3 separate regions of the Zea mays genome follow, and all the other regions are linked to region 1. The links are chromatin contacts, called in public Hi-C maps. All regions are on one chromosome and are shown on one strand. Each heading gives the region's core, a stretch centred on a gene start, on an enhancer-like site or on the middle of the called end of the contact. The rest is flanking DNA. Distances are from core to core; before and after follow the strand shown. Region 1 holds the start of LOC542562 (glycine-rich RNA binding protein). Region 2 has its middle 14 kb from the start of LOC111591222. Region 3 holds the start of LOC100191874.

Evidence for each region. Hi-C and Micro-C count contacts between places; a contact is called where the count stands out from the background.
Region 2: a contact with region 1 is called in a Hi-C map of bundle sheath, with 4 times the contacts expected there. The contact joins the enhancer-like site here to the promoter of LOC542562 in region 1. A contact is called at or near these places in 2 of 25 Hi-C or Micro-C datasets (bundle sheath and tassel).
Region 3: a contact with region 1 is called in a Hi-C map of leaf, with 8 times the contacts expected there. The contact joins the promoter of LOC100191874 here to the promoter of LOC542562 in region 1. A contact is called at or near these places in 2 of 25 Hi-C or Micro-C datasets (bundle sheath and leaf).

Annotation. Positions count from the first base shown.
Region 1 is chr3:109,183,196-109,186,929 of Zm-B73-REFERENCE-NAM-5.0, forward strand. LOC542562 (glycine-rich RNA binding protein) reads right to left here and starts at 1,429. Exons shown (of 2, transcript NM_001112102.1): 1 at 1,245-1,429; 2 at 567-1,149. The coding sequence starts at 1,358. The coding sequence ends at 826.
Region 2 is chr3:109,647,386-109,650,932 of Zm-B73-REFERENCE-NAM-5.0, forward strand. No RefSeq gene overlaps it. Among protein-coding and RNA genes, the nearest start is that of LOC111591222, 14 kb to the right of the region's middle. Within about 2 kb of position 1,551, at least 17 of the 20 cell types and tissues checked have an H3K27ac peak or open chromatin away from gene starts, as enhancers often do. A contact at or near this core is called in bundle sheath and tassel, where this site is marked.
Region 3 is chr3:109,667,285-109,671,115 of Zm-B73-REFERENCE-NAM-5.0, forward strand. LOC100191874 reads right to left here and starts at 1,344. Exons shown (of 7, transcript NM_001137298.1): 1 at 1,149-1,344; 2 at 872-1,039. The coding sequence starts at 1,319.

The DNA of each region.
Region 1 (3,734 bases), core at 179-2,678:
TAGATGTTTCTTGTGATGTAATTTTACTTTTGTTATGTACTTGGACAATGAACTTTGAACTTATGAACTGCATCTAGTGGTTGCACTCTTTTCCCCTTCTGACCAAAGGGTTTTTTAATGAGGCAGCCATTGCACAGCTCTAATAATATTAAGTTTGTTTTGGTCAAAAAATGTTTGTCTTCTATTTTGTTAGTTTGATCATATTTGATTGTATATTTCTAATTTTAGGCTTTTGTGTATTTTGGGCTCGATTCTATATTCTAGTCTCAATTTTGTATTTCAGGCCCAAATGTGTATTTCGGGCCATTTTTGTATTTCGGGCTTTTACTATTCTCAGGCCGCACAGCCCGAAATTAATACTGGGCCAGCCCGGCCGAAATTAAACGTGCCGGACCTTTTCGACCTTAGGTCGGACGGCCCGAATGTACACTTGTATCCTTGGTTGCCTAGACCACCATTGACTTTGAAGGTGTTTCCTGAATCTTTTAGTGTTCTTTATTGGAGCACTTGTAGTTTGTACAATGTTTAACATTGGCGTGTTCAGGTTTAGGCCCGTCCGAATCAAATGCACAACTGTAGGTATAGCCAGATAAGATAATCGGTGGAGCTCAATGCAGGCTCGGGATTGGACGATTGTAGACATCACTAACAACATCAGAGGAGCGAGCTTGCGGTCAAAAACACAGATGGGCAACAACAACAACGAACACGAAACGAAACATACGGACACGAGACGACCACAGACGAAGATAAACCCCCTCTAGACTAGGGTGAACACGGTAGCAGAAGCGAACAAGATAACTAGGCCTCAGCGGACCCCACCGCTCAGTTCCTCCAGTTCCCGTCGTTGTTGCCGTAGCCGCCGCCGCGGTTTGCACCACCGTATCCCCCACCGCCGCCGTAGCCTCCACGACCACCGCCGTAGCCTCCACCGCCACCGCCGTAGCCGCCTCCATCACGGCGCCCGCCACCGTATCCGCCACCGCCGCCTCCACGGCCGCCGCGGGACTGGGCCTCGTTAACGGTGATGTTGCGGCCGTCGAGCTCCTTGCCGTTCATGCCCTCGATGGCGCTGCGCATCGCGTCCTCCGTGGAGAAGGTGACGAAGCCGAAGCCGCGGGACCTCTGCGTCTCCCGATCCAGGATGATCTGCGGGGGGAGAAAAGGCAGGTCAGACAGATCTGGATGAAACGTGGACGGATCTGGTGCGAGCGCGCCGAACGGACGAATGGAACTGAACGGACCTTCGACTCGAGGACCTCGCCGTAGGTGCTGAAGGCGTTGTTGAGGGAGTGGTCGTCGGTGGCCCAGGCGAGGCCGCCAACGAAGCAACGGTACTCAACGTCCGACGCCGCCATCTCTTCCCTCTCGCCCACGAACCAGAACCTGAACACGAACCGGTGGGGGAGGAGAAGCCAACCCACCTCTGAGAAAGCACGGAGAGGACGATGCCTCCCCCCGCCGCGCCTTTAATAGAGGCTGGGGATCCAGCTGTGGACGGCTTGTTGGGACCCGGAGCAGGTGGCCCCGACTGCGACGAGGCCGATGGGAAGCGTGGGGGTGGGGCCCAGCATGGCTGATCTTTGGCCGCTGCAGCAGCCCGCAAGCCAGGCCATCGAAAATATCTGGCGATGCGAAATGCCGATTCTGCCCTTGGCTGCCAGCATATAGGCCCGCGCCGGCTTGGGCGACGACGTGGGTCCACGCAACACAACGAACGGACGAGATGACGGCACGGAAAGCGATTCCTCGCAACGGCATCATCTTGGCGATGGTGATGCCACTCGAGATGCCAACGGTACTGTGTTTGAATGCATATAAGAGTCCGTTACTAAAATTAGTTGAGACAAGGAAACACTCTAGCTAATAATTTAGTTATTAGCTATTTTTAGTAAATTAGTTAATATTTAGATAATTATTTATTATCTATCTAATTTCACTAATAATTTTTAGACAACTAACTATTAGGTTTATAGTACATTTAGACACTCACATAATTTACTCGCATGCATATAGATAAAAACTCTATAGACCTTATTTAGATATTCTAATATTTAAAGGTGTTTGAATGCACTAGAGCTAATAGTTAGTAGCTAAAATTAGCTAAGACATCCAAACACCCTATCTAATAGTTCAATTATTAATTATTTTTGGTAAATTAGTTAATAGTTAGCTAGCTAATTTCACTAATAATTTTTAGTCAATTAACTATTAGTTCTAGTGCATTCAACCACCCCTTAAAACTAATAGCTAGTTGGCTAAAAATCATTAGTGAAATTAGCTAGCTAATAAATAGCTACCTAACTATTAACTATTTTACTAAAAATAGAAAATAACTGAACTATTAGCTACGGGGTTTGGATGTCTCAACTAATTTTAGCCACTAACTATTAACTCTAGTGTATTCAAACACCTCCTTAATCTAATTTATATATATTGAGATAGGTTAGAGTAAATATTATAGTATCTAAATATAGTTATAGGGTGTCGGTTTCATTGTGAGTCTATATTCTCAAATATAAGTGCATTTTTTATTCTTAATTTGACAATTTTTCTTGTGGATACGAAAAGTTTATATCTGTGTACCCGCTTACCTACATTATATATATATATATATATATAATATGTAATTATGTGCTCACGGTATATCTATAGGTTTGTGGCACCATAGGTAGCTGATACAGGTAACATATTATACTCGTCGTGGGGTAACAAGTGTGGGTTTATTATTAACCTTGAGGGTACGGTTTGTAAACTCTATACCCGTGAGTTTCAACTCGTTGACATCCCTTAGATGCCACCAATCTTTAGAAAGGTTAGGACAAATGTAACACCTCAAAATTTTGATTTTAGGTTTATTAGTTGTTTTCCAAAAAAATCAAATTAAAGTGTCGTGTGATGAAAGATTATATATTGAAAGTGACTCTTTCAAAAAAAATAACAATAAACAAATAAATAGGTGGTATTAAAAGTTTGGTAGTTCAAAACTTAGATTTAAACTTTTAAACCTTCAATTTCAAACTCAAAGAGAAATAAAATAGAAATATCCTCAACTATTTAATTGATGGAGCTATTCTTTTATGAATTAGGTGTTTAAAAACCTTCCCTAAAAAGGATTAAAGTAAAAGTACTTCTTAATAAAGATTATACATTAGAAAGTATTTTCTCTTAAAACAAATAAGTAATAAATATTGAACTTTTGAATGAACTTTTAAATTGACTACGCATTCAAAGTAATATATTCTTAAAATGGATAATGTGTGTTGTATATTTGAAACATTTTCCTAAATAGATTAATAAACTAACTAAGGTAAAATCTTACTCTACATCATGTTAAGGTTCATTGTTTGATGCATTTAACTTGTGTTTGAATTTCAACATAGATTTAAATTTAAATTGAAAATAGAAAATAAAATAGAAAATAGAAAAGAAAAGAAAAAACCCTCGCCTGCACAGCCTATATCATCCTCTCGGCCTAACTCCTCTGTTTCCTCCACGTCGGGCCATTACCTATGTGATACCCAGTTTGCAAAGAAGAGAAGTTGGAGTTTATTCTTTCTTGTTTTTTTTTGCTTCTCGTTTGGGTAGTGCACTTTTGGAGTTTGGAATTGTTGGGTAGCATTCGCTAGTAAAACAATAGAATTTTGGTTAGACTTGTGCGCCGGGATCGGGAGTTGACGCGTGAGCGAGTTGGGCCGTGGTTCTTGATCCGGCCCACTAACCCCCCTAACCCT
Region 2 (3,547 bases), core at 301-2,800, 460 kb after region 1:
AGTAAAGTGTTAATTTTTAGTGTTTGGAGACAAAAATCCGATTGGCTCCCATTCACACCCCCCTCTGGTCGCCTTACCGGTCCTACATATTGAATTGTTCGTGTATATATATATATATATATATATATATATATATATATATATATATATATATATATATATATATATATATATATATATGTTTGAATACTGAGATTGGATTTCTAATTAAAAATAATAATAATAAATATATCTATATACCTATATATAGATTATCTATATGCTTAAAGAGATAAAATAGATAAGTAAAATATAATGGTTGCCTTCATGCTAGGGGTTTTTGTTTGTGTGCATTCAACCTGGAAATTCAAACCCCAAATCAAATTGAATTAGGAACAAATTTGCAATTTGTGATTAGATTTGGAATAGAAATTCAAAAAGGAAAAGAAAAAAGGAGAATAAAACCCTGCTGGGCTGGAAACCTCCTTTTTGGCCCATTTTCCCTCCTTTGCGCGGCCCAACAGTGGACCCCTGTCGCCGACATGTGGACCCGGGTGGCACAGCCACTCCACCCCGTTTCACCGATTGGCGGGGCCCGCTGACCGGCCTCACCCCGCGTGCGTTGCCTGCTCCTGGTTGGCTAACATGTGGGGCCGTTTTGTCAACCGTCTCTCACCCACGCGCATGCCCGGATTTGCCACTGCTGTGTGGGGCCCTTCGCCAGTGCCTGCCCGCTAGGCGCGTCGCTCACCTTGGTCGCTGTCGCATGGGTCCGATGATAGGTGGGACCCACGTTACAGGGGCATCTCCCAGATAGGAACAGCACGGACCGAGCGGCGCGCAATTCGCGTGGGCCGTTGTAACCGCCACACTGTGGGCATCTAGCTTGGGGTCGGCTATGTATACGCCCTGCGCATTAGCCTCGGGGTCATCCCGCATATACGCCTGCGCACACGCCGGGGTAGCCAAGCATGCTACGAGAGTTTGGGAGAGGAACAGTGGGCTGCAGCCGCCATGGACCCTTATCGATGGTGTTCGCTTGTGCGTGAGGAAGCTGTCGCTCGTGTCACCGAGGGAAATACCGCCTCATTCTCGATGAACTATTCGTCGGAGTTCTCAGACCACCGCCAAACTGCCTCTCGCCATGATGTGGTCTCCACGACGTGATCTCCGGTAAGTATAGGGAACCTTTGTTTTGATTCGCTATCCGCTTTGCGTAGAACTTGCTATAGAAAGGTAGCATGCACTGGTACTCAGTTGTCGGAGCGCCTGCAGTCACGCCACCGCATCCTGCTCACTCGCCGTCACGCGGGCGCTGCCGGAGGTAGAAGACTGAGGTAGGAGAAAGAAGACTAGTCGTTAGATCTCCAAATAGACGCACTGGATTAGGTCAAAAATAACGTTTCGCCCGGGTTAATCCTAGCCATCGATCTTTGTGTTGGTGACCTAGATCAAAATGAAGAACACCCCTTCACCGGTTGTATTAGAATCGTTGGATCACGGGTAAGCGACCGGGATCGGATCTGGTCATCGTGAATTTTGGACCGTGGATCCTAGATCTGGCGGCCTCAGTTTAGTACCGGTTCGGTTAGGGATAGATCTAATCCACACCGTAGGTTGAGGATCCCATGGCCAGGGTGTGTTCATACCCCTTCGGCTCACAAATTTGCTAAAGAGCCCCGAGCAAAACAATAAAACAGCCCACAGTCCACGCGTAGTAGTAAAGTATTTTACTTAGGTCCCGAATTATTGTGAATTAGACCCTGAACTTTTCCAAGAAATCCTAGCCGCAGCTCAACAATTCGGTTAGGTATATAAAATAAATCTGGTAATCGGTTTTAATATAAAATAAACCTAAAAACTTGTTTATTGCATAACTTACTCACTTTTACTCTGAATTACTCCACTCAAGTTGTGTTAGCTTCGTATAAATATTTACTACACAGTGACAACATTAATTATACCATATCGCCTACTTTTATAGTTAGATATTTATTAACCTATGTCTACTAGATTAACTCTTCTAATCAAAGCTAAAATGTCCATAATTATAATTTGGTTAAAATATGATCACTAGACAAGTTATAATTAAGATTAAAGTTGAATTAATTATTTTTTCAGATTATCTTTATAAAATCAACACAAGACTTAGTTTTAATTACTTAATCACGTGGGTCTTCCGAAAATTATACCTCTTTAACCATAACTCTGATTTTAGTAGTTCTCAAACCCACGATCTCGTAGCAACAATTAGAGTATTATTATACAGTTTGTTCTTATGTTTGGTGTGATGTTAATTTTGCCTATATCATGTTTGTTTGAATTGCTACGAATAGCGGTGATGTCACGAGAATCTGAAGATCATCTTGGTACCTGGGAATCTCAAGTCTAAGGCAAGTTGCTCACTTGATTACTTTTATTTACCCAATAATGTTCTCTATAATCATTTTGGCATGCATAGGCTTAATTTTGATGGGACCCAATAGGTCACCCTAGTTTGGTCATCTTTACACCTTGTTCACCCTTGAACTTTTGGGTAGTCTTTGCTATTGCTATATATGGTTTTGGGATCAATATTACATTATGATCATGTTCCAATTATACTGTGGTTTTAATTATTGTTCATGACAAGGTTATTATGTTGATTGGAACATCGAGCTTAACTTGAGAAACACGTGCCACCACAAGGGTGGAATGGGACGCCCTTGGCTGACTAATTAGGAAAGCTAGTGGAGGACTATCTTACCCGAAAGGGGCAAGGGCAGTAGGGGAGTAGGCGTGTAGGGAGGTTCTCGGGTTGACTTTGCTGCGATGGCGGTCAGACGGGGGATTCCTGCATTGCTCTTACTAGAAACTGTAGCGGGTTTTCTGAAGCTAGTGAAACTTTGTAAAGGCCTCGTAGTGTTACCCTGCCTCGTCTCCTCGGTAGAGGTGAATGGGACTTCTAGACCCCTTGCTAACCGAGTGACATGACTTGTGGGTAAAGGGTACCACCTCTACAGAGTGTAAAACTGGTATACTAGCCGTGCTCGCGAGCAGCTCAGGACTCTCGCATGATTAGTTTATGGAATTAAATTCAATTTGTCATTTGCATCGCATTGTTATTTATTATTATTTTTGATATATTATTACTCTGGTTTGGTATCTACTTATACTTAGTAACTACTAATAAAATTTTGACCAACATTAAAAGCGATGCTCCACTTTAACCATCCTCTTTGGTAAGCCTTACACTTAACCTGAGCTCCCACATTTGGCGAGTTCATACACATTATTCCCCACAACTTGTTGAGCGATGAACGTATGTGAGCTCACCCTTGTTGTCTCACACCCCCCACAGGTCAAGAACAGGTACCGCAGGATGAGGCACATAGAGGATGTTGTGATGAGTTCGTGAGAGGTTTAGGTCGTCGTCTACCAGCCAACTTTGGGTTGCTAGATCGTTGTCTCCATATGATGTAATTATTTATTTTACACAGAACTCCTATTATATAGTAAAGATGTGACATTCGTTTATGTAGCATAAGTCATCATATGTGTGAGACTTGGTCCCACCACACTTGATGAT
Region 3 (3,831 bases), core at 94-2,593, 480 kb after region 1:
CTAGTAAGCTGGATGTACTGCTGTTTTGGACTATTCAAGTATTGAATATTGGACTATTTATACTACTGCAAGTCTCTATAGTATATACTATATATAGTGTTATATATATGACTATCCTGGAATACACAGGACGGCCAGGGGGGCGATTAGGGTCGATCAGGGGCGACTAATCGCCTTGATCGACGCCTAATCGCCCAGTGGGATCGATCATGCGATCAGGCGATCTGAAAATTATGGTCTGGAGAAGGGATAAATTGAGGCGAGCCTTCCCCCGCAAATGTGGAGAGGCTCACAAGAAAAGAAAACCTACATGAAGGCTTGTTAGATAAGTATGTGCATATCTCCTGTATGGTATATATATCTTCTTTATGGTATGCATCACCACAGCTATCAGCAAGTTAGTACTCTTCTAAAGTTGTGTATAGAAAATAGAGATATTCTTGTTAGTTCCTTGACTTGTACTTTAAGCTGCTAATTGTTTTCTGTAATCTGGCACATGGTTGTTGTCGGGTCGCTACTGTATAATATGGACCTGTGACGAGCCTAGTTTGTCATCCACATTTACATAATTTTACAAGACTATCACACCAAAAGGCATGTGTGTAATGTGTTCTACTTTTACAAGCAAACTTTTTATTTCTTGTGTGATATACATCAGCACTACATGCTTATTATGTGAAGTGGGTACGTATAAGTAACACGATGTCTGTAATGTCACAGTATCTAATATTTGGTACTACTATAAGCAACATCAATTGGCTGCAACTGCAGGGATCAAATTACTCAAACAGTGTCATAACGATATGTAACCTATGGTTAGGGAAAAGAAAAATGAATCCAAGATAAGCATATGGAATGGAAGACAGTGTACCTCAACCAAGTCCATGTCCATCCTGATCGCAAGCTGCAAGGCTTCATGCCGGGGGAGAATGTTGTGGCCTTCATCCATGACGAGCCTGACGAAGGGAGCGGCGATGGCGTTGTTCATGCGCGGGCCCGCGCTGGCATCGTCCTCCTCCTTGCCTCGCTTCCTATTGGTCTTCAAAACCGAAACGGGACGGAACGGGTCACCACAAAGCCCACGGTCACGAGGCAGCGCGGCAGGGAAGGCGGGGTGAACGGAGGCAGCAGCGAAGAGGGGTGCCTACCTGAGTACCAGGCGGAGCAGCGAAGTGCCGGAAAGGCGGGGCCAGCGGGGAGCGTATGGGAGTGGGAGCGGGGGCGGCGAGGGCCAGTGGGGGAGGAGGATGGGGACGGTGGCGGCGGAGGTAGGCGGCGGCGCGGAGCGCGAGGGATCCGGCGTTGCGCCGGAGAGCCATCCTTTTTTTTCCTTGCCTTGTGTCGCCGGGCCCGGAGGGTTGCGGGACGCTATGGGGGCCCGGAGGACCTTGCTCTGCTTTGTCCTCGTGGGGATGGGATGGGCTTGGCTGGGCTGGGCTAGACGGGCCTTCCCCCTCATGATCTCTGCCAGGTGGGCTTTGGCCCATATGCCCGCTGTTCGGTCGAGTAGGTTGTGTCCATGTCCGGATATTTTGTATTTTAGTTTTTTTTAAAAAATCGCGTTTAGATTTCTGGACGAATTAATATTGTTTTTGGACCTTTTGCTCGTCGCCACAGCCCGTGGCGTTGAGGTATCACGTCTCAGCGTCATAGTCTGTGGCACCGAGGTACGTGTCGCGCTGGCGGATAATGCTAACGCAACACCATCGTGGTCCCCTAGCTCGGCATCATAAAACTTGGCGCGAGGCTAGGATTTAGGCTCGGACTGAGCTCCTCCTTCCCATTCTCTCCCTCACCTTCGCTCACTCACTGCTACCGCCCAATCTTTGTGCTTCACCACCGCAGGCCTCGCCCCGATCCCCGCTCCGACGCCAGCCTCGAGCGTCGTGATGAGCCGCCGCCCCGAGCACCCGCGTCGTCGCCCTCGAGCGCCGCGCTGCCACGAGCCTCCACGCGACCGTCACGTGCGACGTCATCGGTCCGGAAGCACGCCATCGCCTCGCCAACGTCGCCTTGCCTTGTTGTCGCACCTTCGTCTCCTTGAGGTCAATGTCGCACGCCTAGGTTTAGTTTAGGTTAGTACAAACTTTACTCTAGGTTTAGTTAAGTATAAATGTTAGTTTAGTTACAAATTTTACTCTAGGTTAGTTTAGTATATATTTTAGTTTACTTTAGTTATTAAGTTTAGTATATTTAGTTTAGTTTTGTGTAGTTATTTAGTTTGTTTAGTATATATTTTAGTTTGGTTTACTTTCATACAAACTTGCTAGTTAGTTTTTGTACTTGTTTGTGGACTTAGTTAGTTTAGTTTTGATTAGTTTAGTATAGTTAGTTTATTTTTGTTTAATATGTTTAGTTTAGTTTTGTTTACTTTAGTACAAAGTTGCTAGTTAGTTTGTGTACTTAGTTACATACCACTAGTTAGATAAGTGAATGTGTATGTCACCCATCGTGTTGTTCGTTTCTCTTCAGGTTTTAGAAACCTCACCATATAGGGGAGGTGCTGCCGAAATTTTTATTGAAAGTAATATGTTTTTTTGTAGATACGAAGCCATCCGACTCCACCTCCGCCACTGGTAGTGTCACACCCGTTTCTAAGGGGCAGAGCCGGGTGCATAGCATATGTGTGCCAGGATCTATTTCCACACATATGTTGATGCCACAAGTGTAATATATCAAAAGAACAATGCATAAAAGCGTAAATAACGATTATATTAACATATTACACTTTGAACAGACATAATGTCTTAACCTTTATTCATCAAAGTACAGCGAAACATGGACATCAAAATGCAAGGTAACAAGGTAAGGCTAAAGTTAAATGCGGTTAGCATTTTAGTTGGTCAACATTTTATTAACAACACTTGACTTACTAATAAGTGTGAATCCCAAGTATTCCCATTAAACAAAGGTATAAGAGTATGTCAAAAACACTTAAGTGAAACCACTTAAGCAAACCATTGGCAGATCATCGGATCTCGATTTATTTCCATCTTCAAGTTCAATTATCATGTGAGGAGTCCAGGATGCTCATAACCGTGAGCACGGCTGATTTATCAGTTTTACACTCTGCAGAGCTGGTACAACTTTACCCACAAGCCGTGTATCCCCTCTAGCCTGGGTCGGCCAAAACCCGTAAACACTTCCGAGGTGAGTGGCTAGGGATCCACTATGAGGCTTTCATAGAATACTCTTAATGCTAAGCAACCTGCTAAGGTTTCTAAAGACGGTGTGGAGGCCCTCCGGGTGAGGTACCTTAGCCAAGAATACGTCCCCATGTTAACGTGAGCTGCCACCATTGCCGCTCCCCCTCTTTCCCATATTTCAGGTAAGGTTGCTAGGTACTAAGCATATAAAGCTAATTACCAAAGCCAAAGCCATGATATCACTCGTGGTTGCACTGTTTTCCCGGGTGGTCACTCCATGTTCCAATTATCACAATATGATCTTGCTTAATCATCGGATTAACAACAATAATGTAACTTACCATTTGGAACATTGATATCATCAGTAGGAGTAACATCATAGAGTTAAAGTTGTAGTAATAGCATAGCTACTTAATTAGATCAAAACCCATGTTAACAAGGAATAAGGTTGGAAAGGTTAGGAGGATCTGAATAGGAAACCCATCAAATTATGCATATATATCCAAGAATAAACTTTATTAAATGTATTGTTTGGGATCACACAGAGTATGCAGAGGGAGAAGTCCACTTGCCTTGCTTATAGAAAAGTTGGGGTTCTTCCACGGATAGGGATAGATCTTGATTCTTAACTACTAGATCAACCACTGAATATCACACAAACAAACAAGAAGAACAAACACCACTC